Regions from separate parts of the Mus musculus genome. Here regions 1 and 3 are each linked to region 2. The links are chromatin contacts, called in public promoter capture Hi-C maps. All regions are on one chromosome and are shown on one strand. Each heading gives the region's core, a stretch centred on a gene start, on an enhancer-like site or on the middle of the called end of the contact. The rest is flanking DNA. Distances are from core to core; before and after follow the strand shown. Region 1 overlaps Prkce (protein kinase C, epsilon). Region 2 holds the start of Atp6v1e2 (ATPase, H+ transporting, lysosomal V1 subunit E2). Region 3 overlaps Calm2 (calmodulin 2).

Region 1 (4,581 bases), core at 481-2,980, 410 kb before region 2:
GCTGGCCTCTTCATGAGCTTTGTGTGAACAGCCCAGGAGCCTGCTATACTGGAATATCATTGCTGCTCACAAATACGTCATGACACCCACTGTAGATGAGGCTTGAAGTGGGTCTCAGAGTCACCATGGCCCAGGTGACCACACAGTCACTGTGACTGAGAGACTTTTGGAGGGAGACAGGAAAGCCACTATGATCAGTGGTGCCCTCTCATGCTAGGCACACAAAGATGGCTTTGCCTCCCAGGTCCCTGAAGGCCACTGTGGCAGAGGATTCAGAGCCAGAAGACCTTGGGCTCACCAGGGTCCCTCTACCCTCTCACTGGTGTCTACCTGGTGTTCATCCCCGGGACCCAAGGATTCACGGATGAACCTGTCAGTCTTACAGTCAGACAGAAGGTCTGCTTGTTTGTTTCTGTAATGGTTTGCTCTTCATTCTGTTTTTTTGTTTGTTTGTTTGTTTTGTTGTTGTTTGTTTGGTTTTTTTGTTTTTTGTTTTTGAAAAATTAGTTTGTTTTATTGTCTCTGATTCCTCCCTGGCCAATGTTGTGGTTAGCCCAGTGTCCCAGAGAGGCCCTTTCAGTCAGTTTATGGAAACTGAGTCCTTCCTTAAAATGGTTCCTGTAGACGGGCTGGAGTGGAGCTCAGTACTGGAGCCTGTGCTTAGTGTGGACAGGGGCCTGGGCTTAGCTCTGAGGATGGGGGGGGGGGGTAGCTCAATGGGACAGCACCTGTCCAGCATGCCTGAACACCGGGGTCTGATACCCAGAATGACAAAGAAAAAAATGCATGCTAGAGAAAATTTCAGTGCCTCCTTGGCACCTAATCGGGGCTGCCACCTGGTCACCTCAGCACAGGGCTGGCAGTCCTGAGTGTCCTGTTGGCACCTTGCCCCCATTCACTCTTCAGTTAAATACTCCTTGCTAGGAGTACAGTGCTGTTGAGGGCTGGGGACGTGAGTCGAGCCAGCTAGACGAAGGCTCCTGCTGAAGACAAGATGGAAGGCAGGGCTGAGAGCCAGGGAGTGTGCTGTGGTCTCCCTGTGGGTCTTCCTGGCACATGGATGGGCTTGCTCCATCCAGTCAGTCTCTTCCTGCAAGCCACGGGCCGTGTGTCATGAGCGTCCCGCTAGATTGCTAAAGCTGTGCTTGGGAATTAGAAACAGGACACAAACTGAGGACTAAGCAGTAAACGGGAAAGCCGGAAAGGATGCTGCCTGGGGTTCTCTGAGACCCACAGCAATGCTCTCCTTACTGGCAGATTGCATTTCCCCTCCCACTCCTGACCATAGGTCCTTTCATTTCCTGTATCCTTTTCACTAAATTGAAGGATTAATGTACATGTTATGCACTTAAACAAAATGCATAGATATTCAAGCAGTTTCTCCATCTTACTAGATAGATTCTTAGCATTCACATTAAGAATGGCTAAAGGGGCCGGGCAGTGGTGGCTCACGCCTTTAATCCCAGCACTTGGGAGGTACAGGCAGGCAGATTTCTGAGTTCAAGGCCAGGCTGGTCTACAAAGTGAGTTCCAGGACAGCCAAGGCTACATAGATAAACCCTGTCTCGAAAAAGCAAAACAAACAAACAAACAAAACAAAAAACAAAACAAAACAAAAAAATGCCCAATGGAGAAAAGCGAACAATTTTCTCCCTACAGACCTTACCAAGTATCTTGCAGTTAACCATTTCAGCCACTAGGTGGCGAGAGTAGTTAGCAAGGCAAGTGGGTCTTTGTGACTCATCCAGGCAGGAAGAGGAGACTGGAGACCTAAAATAGTTTAACTGAGCGAGGTGACCAAACGGGTGCCGTTCTAGAAGGATACACTCTGAAGCTTCTGGTTTCCAGTATTGGCAAATATTTCCTTTCATATACAAAATTCTAAAGTTAGACAGGAAGAAAAATAAGAGTAGGACTAGCTCTCAAAAAGCAGAGCCGTAGAAGCTTGCCCTGTCTGGTCCTACTTTTGTCTGTTTGAAACGAAGACGCTGAAATAATTTCTGAGCTCATAAGCAGACTACAGTGTCTGCAGCTGCGCTCTAAACCCCACCCGGTGGGGACAGAGCTGTTTGGAGCTCTATGAAACAGGCCGAGTTTGTTTGTTTTTATTTTAAATAGAAGTAAACCGCGCTCCCAGGATAGAGAGCCCAGCTACCGTGCTACTCTGACCATCTTGAAAACTGACAAGAAAGAATTTGTCAAGTGTTTGGTCCGATTGAGGTCTCACTGTTTTCTTCTGGGTGATTCCTGTTCGGTAGGAACGGGAGCAGCGCTTTCCTATCAAACTCACGATAGGAACCCGGGGAGAGGGCGGGAGATACATTTGTAATGACTTCACAGAATTTCCCTTCCTCTGTGAATACCTGTCCCAGGCGTGGGTCCTCAGATTCTCCACTGGCTAATGACATTTTAGTGTCTATGGAAATCATTAACTTCCCTGAGAGACTCAGCCTCATTCCTTTGATAACTGAAGCTGCCTATATCGCAGCGATGCATTCCTCCGTACTCCGTACTCTTTGGTAGTCACCAGTTAATCAGATTTCCTTCTGCTGATACTTTCTTTAATAAGAGGTATTTGGTGATGACGGAGGGGCAGTTCTAGCAAACAAAGGGTTTAAACCCAGCCCCAGGGGCTCTGGTTACGGCAGCCCACACCCGATGCAGAGCCTGACTGAATGCTATCGCTTTTCTAGATTAGATAGAAGAATTAGGGAAACATTTTTTTAGGATACCTATGGTCTGGTTTTGGTGACAGTTCATACAGTGGGAACTAGAAAATGTTGCGCTGGCCTAATACTGATAACAGAAAGTATTTTAGAAGGCAGCACTCTATTTACAGTTTTAGTAGACTATCTTTTATTTATTTACTGTTCATATCATAAATGTAAACAACGTGTCACCCCACAAGCACCCTGACGCGCCCTCTCCCCCCACTTCATGTACCTTTTTAAAAGATTTGTTTATTTATGTTGTGTGTATGAGTGTTTTGCCTGCATGTATGACTGTGCTCTACATGTATGTATGGTCCCTGCAGAGGTCAGAATAGGGTGTGGGATTCCCTGGAAATGGAGTGGTTACAGATGCTTGTGAGTCACCTTGTGGGTTCTGGGATATGATCCCAAGCCCCCTGCAGTAGCTACAAGGGCTGCTAAGCACCAGCCGTCCCTTTAGTGCCTCTTCTGGCTCTGTTGCTCTTGTGATCCACCAAGCCAGGTTCTTTCTGTGGGATCCTTAGTGTGACACAATGCTCTCCTTCATCCTCGCACGTGTCTCTGTCATGGCCCAGGCTGTGGACATTGCCATTACCCATGAGTATGGGGGATAAGGGCTGGGCGGAGCCATTGCTGTTGCTACTGAGACCTTCAGCGGTACACGTCATTTGCAACCAGAATATGAAGGAGGGGGACGGTGACCTACTTTCCAAACTTGCAAGATCATGCTTGAATCTATGTGACCCTTAGACATTCTTGACCTTTCCAAATTTTTTATCTAAATTCTGCCCGATTTCAGAGCTGGGACTTGATGTTTTATGATAGCGATTCTTCAAATTGTTCCTATTCAATAGGTTTTTTTTTTAAATGGCAATCAGTAGTGGTGATATAGTCCTGAACGATACAGAATTAAGCAATAACCAGTGAGCTCTGTCTGTGGGGCCACCGGAGAGGCTCGGGTGGTGTGGCCAAGCCTGGATTCTATCCACACTGCCACACACTCCCCCCCCCCCCTAATTTTTAAAGGTGTCTATTAAGAAAGAAAAATGGGAGAGATGGCTGTTTGAACCCTGCACCTTAAAAGAATGCTGTCTATCTAGTATGCTTTGGTCATATGGAAGTGGTTATCTCTGAAAGTCCACTGAGAACCTTAGTCCAAAACAATAGTTTAGTCTGTCTTGTTTTCTCACATTCTTTTGAAATTCCTTATTTCCCAACAAGGGGGGAAGTAGGTGTCACTTAGGCGACCACTTTCTGAGACTCCCCGAACAGCACGCAGTCACCTCTCCTGTCCTCTTAGGCTCCTGGGTTGGAGGGTGAGCATCGCCCAGCTAGTGAAAGCTTTACCTAATTCTGTCCATCAGAAGGCGGGAAGGCCATCTGCGTGCGGGGACCACGCACTTCAGGGCATGCGTGCTGAAACTGTAACTACACTTCCGAGAAACGGCTTTTCAGATGTCAGCAGAATCCCTTTGCTTTGCCCACTCCAGAATTAGATACTTCTGTTGGGTCTTTATCTTCAAGGTCAAGATCTTGTCTTGTGGAGTGTTTTTGAGACAAGAGTCTCACTCACTATGTAGCCTGGCTGGCCAGGAACTCATCTCGGTCTCTAGCTCGGAGATGCTGGAATTAAAGGTCTGTGCCACCCCACTTTCTCTCCCCCTTTTATTAATGAGCACACAAAGACAAGATAATGCCTCTGGCCTCCTGGAGTTTCCAGTTTCTCTCCCTCTCCCTCTCCCTCTCCCTCTCCCTCTCCCTCTCCCTCTCCCTCTCCCTCTCCCTCTCCCTCTCCCTCTCCCTCTCCCCCTCCCCCTCCCCCTCCCCCTCCCCCTCCCCCTCCTCCTCCCCCCTCCCCCCCCTCTCTCTC
Region 2 (4,434 bases), core at 1,649-4,148:
GCAGAGGCAGGGCCTGTGGACCTTCTGGTGTCTTCAATGTAGAACAGAGTTTCCAGGGTGTTGCTAATGTCTGCTCCCTCCCTGTGCGGAACACAGAGGAGAAAAGGAGAAATCAGAGTCTGAAGGGAAGGAGACCGGAAACTGTCTCGATAGCCCTCCGTGAGTAGATACGTTAACCAATGTCCAGAGATGGGTCGTGATTTGTAGGAAGTCAATCCCGAGAAACGCAAGCTTCACCCTCTGCCATTCTGTTTCTGTTCACTCACTGTCACCCAATAGCCGCAGGTCAGGGCCGTTCTAGTCCAGAGTTCTCTCTAGGCAGCAATGACCTAAGACTCAGGTAGGAAGGCAATGGAGTGGAAATACCAAATCAATACCTAAGCATAAAGAATGGCTCAGCATGGGGCTGGAGAGAAGGCTCGGCCATTAAGACCTGAGTTCGATTCCTGGTATTCACATGGAAGCTCACAACGACCTGTAACTCTGGTCCTAGGGGATCTGACACCTCCTTACAGCCTCTGCAGGCACTGCCACACAGACGTATATACAAACAAGTCCCCCATACATACAAAATAAAAATACCCAACGATTAAAAAAAAAAATCAATGAACACATTATAGGATGAGAAGGACGGAGGGGAATCATGAGAACCTGGTAATGCAGGACTCAATCCAGGAAGACTGCTTGGAGGCAGGAGGCTTCACAAAACCTGTTATGACATGAGAGTATGGCTAAGTGAGAAAAAAAGCACTCTGGGGAGAGGCGTGGGGTTGAAGAGGCTGAAGGCAGTCTTTTCACCAGGAATGGTGTCCAAGTTTCTGTATATATTTCAATCAGCCGGTAGACCTTTAAGAAGTCTGTGTTTGAAGGTCTCACTCAGTACCTGCTGCTCCTCATACACTGTTGTCATCAAAGTCTCTGCCAGTGTCACCTGGGATTCTGCATGTTAAAAAGACTGCAAGGCTAGGGTAAGAGTGCTTGCAAACAATCCCGAGAACCTGCGTTTGATCCCTAGGACCCTAATAAAGGTGGAAGGACAGAACCGAGTTGACCTCTGACCTCTGTGAATGTGTGACAATGATAATCAGTGCACATCCTCATTCACAGACTTTTGTCATATACACGTCCTCCTCCAATGGTAATGGAGCAGGAGGAAAGAGAGAACGAGGAGGAGGAGGAAAAGGAGGCGGGGCAGGAGGAGGAGGAGGAAAAGGAGGCGGGGCAGGAGGAGGAGGAGGAAAAGGAGGAGGGGCAGAAGGAAGAGCAGGAGGAGGGGCAGGAGGAGGGGCAGGAGGAGGAGGAGCAGGAGGAGGGACAGGAGGAGGGGCAGGAGGAAAGAGAGAAAGAGGAGGAGGAGGAAAAGGAGGAAGGAAAGGAAGAGGAGGAGGAAAATCCTGGTAGAGCATTTACTTAATAAGCCCTTGACCCTGGCTTTTATCCTTGCACACCAAAATCAAACAAAACACACCAAAAAAAAAAAAAAAAAAAAAAACCCACAAAAACAAATAACCAAAAATGAAAACAGAAGACGTTAAAAGATCTTCCCTACTCGGGCCATAAAATGCTGTCCCAATGGCATGATACGGCCAAGGCACTAGTGAGCTTACAACCGCTGTAGTTGCCTGTATGGGGCCCACCTAAGACTGAACTCACGAGCATTCGGTCTTAGACAGAGGAGGGGTCAGTGGGGTCCCACACACCCAGGGAAGCTAGCGGAAGCCTGACCTGCTGCAGGACAGAAAGTCATTTCTTTAGTGATGCCGCCACCCACGAGTGACATCACTCCATCCACACCCACGTGAGTGATCTGGTTAAACTCAGTGGGTCACAAAACAAAAAACAAAGTAAAATCAACAAAACTAAAAGTCAAGAAAATATGGTGACGCTTTGGTGAGAGGACAGGAGGCACAGTGGGAGGTGTGGGCACAGAGCGTAAGGAGGGTGAAGGGATACCTGTGAGCAGAATGTATTATATACATATATGAAATTATCAAAGAAATTGATTTAAAAACTCAAATCTCATCAGGCTCAGGAAAATATATGAACAAAATAAGAATATCCAAAATATAAAAAGGACTAAATAATTTTTTAGAGCTAAAGAACAATTGAATTAGAAAGATATTCAAAGCATAAGCAGGACTACTAAGATGGCTCCGTGGGTAACAGCACTTGCCACCAAGCCTGAGGATCTGAGTTCAATCCACGGCACGCACATGGTGGAAGACCCCAGCTCTGGTCAGTTTTCCTTTAGCTTCACACCTGTGCCCTGATACACATTCACGTAATTTTAAATTCTCAAAACAGCCAGGTGTGGCAGCTCAAGCCTCTGATCCCAGCTCCTGGTGGGCAGAGGCAGGCAGATCTCTGTGAATCTAATGCCAGCCTTTCCACAGAGTAAGTCCCAGGCTGACTAGACCCACGTAGCAAGTTCCTAAATCAGATAATCTTTCTGAAAAGCATATTATTTATCTTATGTTATTTGGAGGTATACTTTTGAAAACTAAGGTTTTTTATGACTAGAGCAAAAACACTCCCTGCTCCTACACAAGACATATCGATGAAATAAGTTTTAAAAGGCTCCCCGAAAGCCGGACGTGGTGGCGCACCCAGCACTCAGGAGGCAGAGGCAGGCAGATTTCTGAGTTCGAAGCCAGCCTGGTCTACAAAGTGAGTTCCAGGGCAGCCAGGGCTATACAGAGAAACCCTGTCTTTAAAAAAAAAAAAAAAAAAAAGGCTCCCTGAGTAACTCCAAAGGTCACCAACTTTGGGAGCCACCCTAGATGAAGGGTAAGGGGTGTGAAATGTCGGACACCCGGACATGTGTGGAGGAATAGACACTCTAGCTGAGCCCTTACCACTTCCATGCCAGGAGCTGCCTTTGGTCTGGCGCCGGGAGTCTGACACAGAATGTGGAATTTGGAACGCTCACTGGAACCTGGCACTGCGGACCCTTCTGAACAGATGATTACGGCCGTCTGACCAGGCAGCTCGAATTCACAGAGCCAGTCTACCCCTTCGGAGGGCTGGCCAGCTCTGCCACAAAGAGTCCGAGAGAGGGTTCCTTGGCACCTGGACTGTGGCTGGGCTTGTCTTTCACGCTCAGAATCTCAATTAAGTAGGCACAGAGTTGGCCCCACTCTGGGGTGGGCTTCCCTTAACTGACATGTGTACAGACCCAGTCAGCCAGTTTATTAATTTACTAATGAAAAATACAGCTGCCGTGCTGGTGGGTCATGGCCTCTCTTATTTGGCCTGTGGAGCCAAATCGGAAGGCTGTTTAATGAGAAAGCCGTCTAACGACAATTCACCAGATGGTCTTTAAGAGAGCACTCCTATCACAGGCTGCTGGGCTTCTTTTCATGGTGGAGGCACTTCTCCATGCCCAGACAGGGCCAGCTTCCACCGTGCAGGCTCCACAGTGAGGCTGCCTGAAGCTCCCACCCCGCTCTTCACTGACCACGCATGTGATTTTGCTGAAGCAGCCGGATCCCCTCCCCCAGCCCCCCCAGCTTCCTCAGGAGTATAATGGAACGTGACAGCATCTACATAGCGTGGCCTTAAATGAAAGGGAGGGTTTATCATAGTGGTACGCAGAGTCGGTCTTCGTGGACGCTAATTGCCTCGGACAACCCTATTTGCCGCTTCACATTGCAGCCCCTGTTTGAACATAAAGGATCTAGAGCAGACCTGACTCTCACTAGCTTGGCCTCCTTGTTAAACTTAGTAACCCTGTCTGGAGTTCACGGACTCTTCTAACATGTCTCGGTGTCCTTGTCCCCAGTCCAGACACAGCCAGACTCTCAGAAATAGTGGGTAAAGTTCTGAATTCCGAGGCCCTGGTCTGGGGGTGAGGGTGGATCATCTCATAGCTAGTTGCAATTCCCCCTTCCTGATGCTGCAGTCCACAAGCCTTGTGGCTCCCTCCCTGGGCACCAGCATTCGTTGGTACTGGACTTGGAAGCAGCTGTGGGGTGGACTGGGCTGAAATTCAGGCCTGGATGGGCCGGGCTGAAATTCGGGGCTGGAGCAAATGTGTCTACAGGAACTCGGTATCCAGGTCACGTGTCTGGCAGATGTAACTTTCTGCCTGTCTGGGACAGAGATTATGAGCTCACACTGGCCTGTGATTTAAGCAAAACAGCAAACCAAACTGAGAAACCTCATGATTGCTTTTGCACAAGGCCTTGGAAGTGGCATTTGCCCAGCAGATCAGATCTCTAAGGCACACATAACTCCCAGCATCTACCCCACACACAATAGCAGGGTCTCTTTGCTGCTTCAGACCCCAAATGCACAAGTCCAGTTCCACTTAGCAATGTTTGTTCACACTGCTCCCTCAAGTAAAATGTTCACTTGTCTAAATCTCACCTTCACTTTCGGATCTAGTTTGAGTCACACTGCTTCTTGGGCCTCTGGGCTCCTCTTTAAAATGAC
Region 3 (4,452 bases), core at 523-3,022, 490 kb after region 2:
CACAACCCTCTCTCTCCACATACGTGCACATAAGACTCTCTCTCCACATACGTGCACACAACACTCTCTCTCCACATACGTGCACACAACACTCTCCACATACGTGCACACAACACTCTCTCTCCACATACGTGCACACAACACTCTCTCTCTACATACGTGCACACAACACTCTCTCTCCACATACGTGCACACAACACTCTCTCTCCACATACGTGCACACAACACTCTCTCTCCACATACGTGCACATAACACTCTCTCCACATACGAGCACATAACACTCTCTCTCCACATACGTGCACATAACACTCTCCACATACGTGCACACAACACTCTCCACATACGTGCACATAACACTCTCTCCACATACGTGCACATAACACTCTCTCTCCACATACGTGCACATAACACTCTCTCTCCACATACGAGCACACAATACTCTCTCTCCACATACGTGCACATAACACTCTCTCTCCACATACGAGCACACAATACTCTCTCTCCACATACGTGCACATAACACTCTCTCTCCACATACGAGCACACAATACTCTTTCTCCACATACATGCACACAATACTCTCTCTCCACATATATGCACAGGTCTAGTCCATTCAAACATCTCCTGAGGAACTCATCTATTATCTGTCAGAAGCTTAATTAGGAACTGGGTGCAATAACTGAGTAACCTGTATACAGTACTAAGACACCAATCTAATTACTATACAAATCAATGCATTCCCCACCTACAAACAAGATGCACAAATTATCTAGAAATAAATTATCAGACTAGGTCCATAGTCAATCATTTACCAAATTATTAAAAGGTTAAAGTATGTCGGGCGTGGTGGTACACGCCTTTAATCCCAGCACTCAGGACGCAGAGGCAGGCGGATTTCTGAGTTCGAGGCCAGCCTGGTCTAAAGTGAGTTCCAGGACAGCCAGGGCTACACAGAGAAACCCTGTCTCGAACCTCCCCCCCCCCCCAAAAAAAAGGTTAAAGTACTTAAAGAGTTACATACTTAACCATAAAAATGATCTTTTATCATTTATGTGCATAACCTCCCAATGTCTAAGTAGCAACAATCAAGTTATTATATGGTTTAACTACGCTAACCTATTTGTAGGAAATAGACGGCAAAGTTTATGTATTCTAAATTTCAAAGGTTTAAAACATTCATGGGTCAGGCCACAGTGACACACCTGTAATTCCAGAACTGGAGAGGCTGGGGCAGGAGGATCGAGAATTAGAGGCCTGCCTGGGCCTTGTCTCCAAACAAAACACATTATCCATGCTATACCTCTTAATTTATGTACAAAATAAAGGAAACTAATGACATTATTCAAAGGCCAAATCTATATTCTTTTTTTTCTTTTTTTTGGTTTTTCGAGACAGGGTTTCTCTGTGTAGCCCTGGCTGTCCTGGAACTCACTCTGTATACCAGGCTGGCCTCGAACTCAGAAATCCGACTGCCTCTGCCTCCCGAGTGCTGGGATTAAAGGCGTGCGCCATCACTGCCAGGCGTCCCTCTGCTTTTGCAGTTCATCTGCTCTTCAGAACCAGCACAACATGTACTTACACACAGGAGCACTTTATTCTAAGCATTCATTCCCATTAATAATATCAGAAATATAAAATCAGGAGCTAAAAGTTAAATACGTAATAAAAATACTCACTATCACAGCTATCTTATATGTAGGTGTAAAGGGCCCACTCCAAAGGGCTTCTATGCCAAGACTGAAATTTTCACAAGTCAGAATTTATTTTTAGTTTTATTTGTTCAGTTAAGTAACTGTAAGAATTGAGACTATTTCTCAACAAAGGGAAATGAGTGCCCCAGGGCACAGCAAGCCTCTGTAGTCAGGGTAACCACTGCTACAAATGGATAAGATTAATGTTCTTTTTTTAAGGTATTTTCTTTATTTACATATCCAGTGCTAAAGATTAACGTTCTAATCAAATCTGGACCTTCAAAGTTTAAGACTGAGATTTCATTTAAAATTTTTTAAGTACCTTTCACTACCAGTCTTTCAAATGTGAAACAATAAGGTTACTGGTGTCATGCTAGAATGAGTTATTCTTTAGAAAATTATCTTAAGGTAATATAGATTTTAGTAACTTTCACCAGAACAAGTACTATTTCATTTCTAGACTAAGTTATTTACTGTTAGAATTTCTAAACAAATCTATAGTAGTAATCGTTATACTATGAGAATAAAAATAGTTTCAACTGCTCATATAATGTCACATTTTAAGTCCCTAGATGGTCAACATTTCTTCCTGGAAGGATGAGATTTTAGACTCCAGAATATCACTGACCACCAACTTTAAGAAAAAGGCAAAACAAAACCAAAACCCAAAAACCAACTGTGCCTTTAAGGTAGATTGAACTTCAGGAGCAGGGCCCTTGGAGAGGCCAGGACGGACACTGCTAGTGGGTTCTCTGCACTGCTCTGCAGTTATCCACTCAGAAAACACTTACTTACAACATAATGCACAGTAGGCACTGGGCTTGACATTTGTACTAGAGAAAAAGGCAAAACAGAGAAAGAACTCCTCTCCAGCCAGCCCCTGCCTTTTATAAAGCCAACGTTAGGACAGAAACTATCTAGCTATGGAGTTTAGGCTGCTCTCAAATTTGTGAGCCCCTTGCTTCAGACCCCAAGTGTTGAGACTATTTACCTTGGAAAGACAACTTTCTGATAACTACAAGTCATTGAAGACTTCATCTATTACACTGACCAGATATACAGAGCTTTCTAAAAGAATCGAATATGATAGAAAACTTTTTTTTGTTTTGTTTTGGTTTTTGGTTTTTTCGAGACAGATGTAGCCCTGGCTGTCCTGGAACTCACTTTGTCGACCAGGCTGGCCTTGAACTCGGAAATCTGCCTGTCTCTGCCTCCCAAGTGCTGGCATTAAAGGTGTGTGCCACCACTGCCCAGAATGATAGAACCCTTATATCAATACATTTTTCTACCCTGAAATGTCTGTTGTAAGCAGGAGGGACCAATATTTGACCAGATACATGAGACAGTCAAAAGTGTCAGAAAGGAACTATTAGCCCAACCTAATCGCCCAAAGGGGGGAAATACAAAAAAAAAAAAAAAAAAAAAAAAAAAAAAAGCTGAGGAAAAAAAGGAATTCTTGGTAATTTAATGGTGTAACTAAGGTTGGAGTTCTTTAGCATATGTGTGACTGAATTTCAACATAACAAACCAATACAACTGAACAAAAAATTCAAAGCTCTGCCTTATTACTTCAATATACACAAGATATTATCTTACCAACCTGCAAAATTAAATGCTAGATTTAAATCAAATTATTAATTTAGCAGTTTTTTAAAAACCTGTTTAAATTTAGTCCTTAATCCAGTAGCCTTTTACTTTATATAGTCATCAAATATTTGAGGACTAGTGATTTCTAACAGTTTCCAGGTTTCTGTAGATTTGCAGGAATCGTAGATTTACTCTAAAAGGATGATACAGTTGAACTTTAAAAGCTGAGGTAAATGCTCAGGTAACAGAGCATGCTAGAGCATTGGGGGAGGGGAGGTAGAAGGGTCATAAACTGCAAACCAGCTGGACTTTCATAGCCCGAGCTAGACAGTTAAACTGTCAAACACTCACATGCCAGGGGTAGAACCATCAGCATGTGACCAGTATGCATAAGGCCCTCGGTTCAGTCTCCAGCACCAGAGGGGGAAAAACATTTGGACACATATCAAATGCCTCTGAATTACTGAGAAAATGCAAAGTTAAAATTGCTGATAAAAGTCTTAGGAGGCCACATATAATGGCGATGCCTAAAATCCCTTGCTTGCACTCAAGAGGCAGAATTAAATGAGTTCAAGGCCAGTCAGTTCTTCAGAGCAGGACCTTGTATTCAGAAACAGAGAGAGAGAAAACACAACTGGCAGCTTCCACATTTCACAATCAGATAGTTGTCCCAAATATCACAATAAAGCCGAGAGTCCTGGCAGGCAGGTTACACAGCTCAAGACAAGTTTTATGCATTGGTCTCATTTATTTCTCCTAAGAGGGTCAGTTCAATAGCTGTCACTGTCTTTAAAATCAATTCAATTGCTACATTGACATACATAAAGAGTTATAAAATCTGAAAAGAAATCAGAATACCAGCGACATTTGTTATGTTTGTCTCTATTACTCACCAATACATCATACAAACTGAACACTGTGTATCTGAAATGCTTGGGACCAGACATGTTTCAAATTACAAAGTATTTCATGTGTCATATATACCTTTATATACAACTACAAGTGATTTTTATACAGTATTTGTACTGTCCAAGCATCTTGACCACAACCCATCTGTTATGAGGTAGAATGGCCCTTCTTCTATGAATGGTGTCATGTTAGCACTCACGTTTTAGATTTTGGAGAATATGAGTCTCGTAGAGATGAAGGATTGCCTAATCTATTAAATCAACT

What was found. Promoter capture Hi-C pulls out the DNA fragments that hold promoters and counts their contacts.
Region 1: a contact with region 2 is called in a promoter capture Hi-C map of liver, with 2.7 times the contacts expected there. The contact joins the enhancer-like site here to the promoter of Atp6v1e2 in region 2. A contact is called at or near these places in 8 of 39 promoter capture datasets (the 3T3-L1 cell line, 3T3-L1-derived adipocytes, cranial neural crest and 5 more) and 3 of 115 datasets of contacts at active chromatin or transcription factors (embryonic basal ganglia, embryonic limb bud and stem cell-derived neural progenitor cells).
Region 3: a contact with region 2 is called in a promoter capture Hi-C map of pre-B cells, with 2.9 times the contacts expected there. The contact joins the enhancer-like site here to the promoter of Atp6v1e2 in region 2. A contact is called at or near these places in 6 of 39 promoter capture datasets (the 3T3-L1 cell line, cranial neural crest, liver and 2 more) and 1 of 115 datasets of contacts at active chromatin or transcription factors (memory CD8 T cells).

What each region holds. Positions count from the first base shown.
Region 1 is chr17:86,534,296-86,538,876 of GRCm38.p6, forward strand. All of the region lies in intron 10 of Prkce (protein kinase C, epsilon), which reads left to right. Among named protein-coding and RNA genes, the nearest start is that of Gm30284, 92 kb to the left of the region's middle. Within about 2 kb of position 1,731, at least 124 of the 459 cell types and tissues checked have an H3K27ac peak or open chromatin away from gene starts, as enhancers often do. A contact at or near this core is called in liver, where this site is marked.
Region 2 is chr17:86,944,989-86,949,422 of GRCm38.p6, forward strand. It overlaps Atp6v1e2 (ATPase, H+ transporting, lysosomal V1 subunit E2), which reads right to left and starts at 2,899. Exons shown (of 2, transcript NM_029121.3): 1 at 2,856-2,899; 2 at 1-81.
Region 3 is chr17:87,437,824-87,442,275 of GRCm38.p6, forward strand. All of the region lies in intron 2 of Calm2 (calmodulin 2), which reads right to left. Among named protein-coding and RNA genes, the nearest start is that of Calm2, 6.9 kb to the right of the region's middle. Within about 2 kb of position 1,773, at least 15 of the 459 cell types and tissues checked have an H3K27ac peak or open chromatin away from gene starts, as enhancers often do.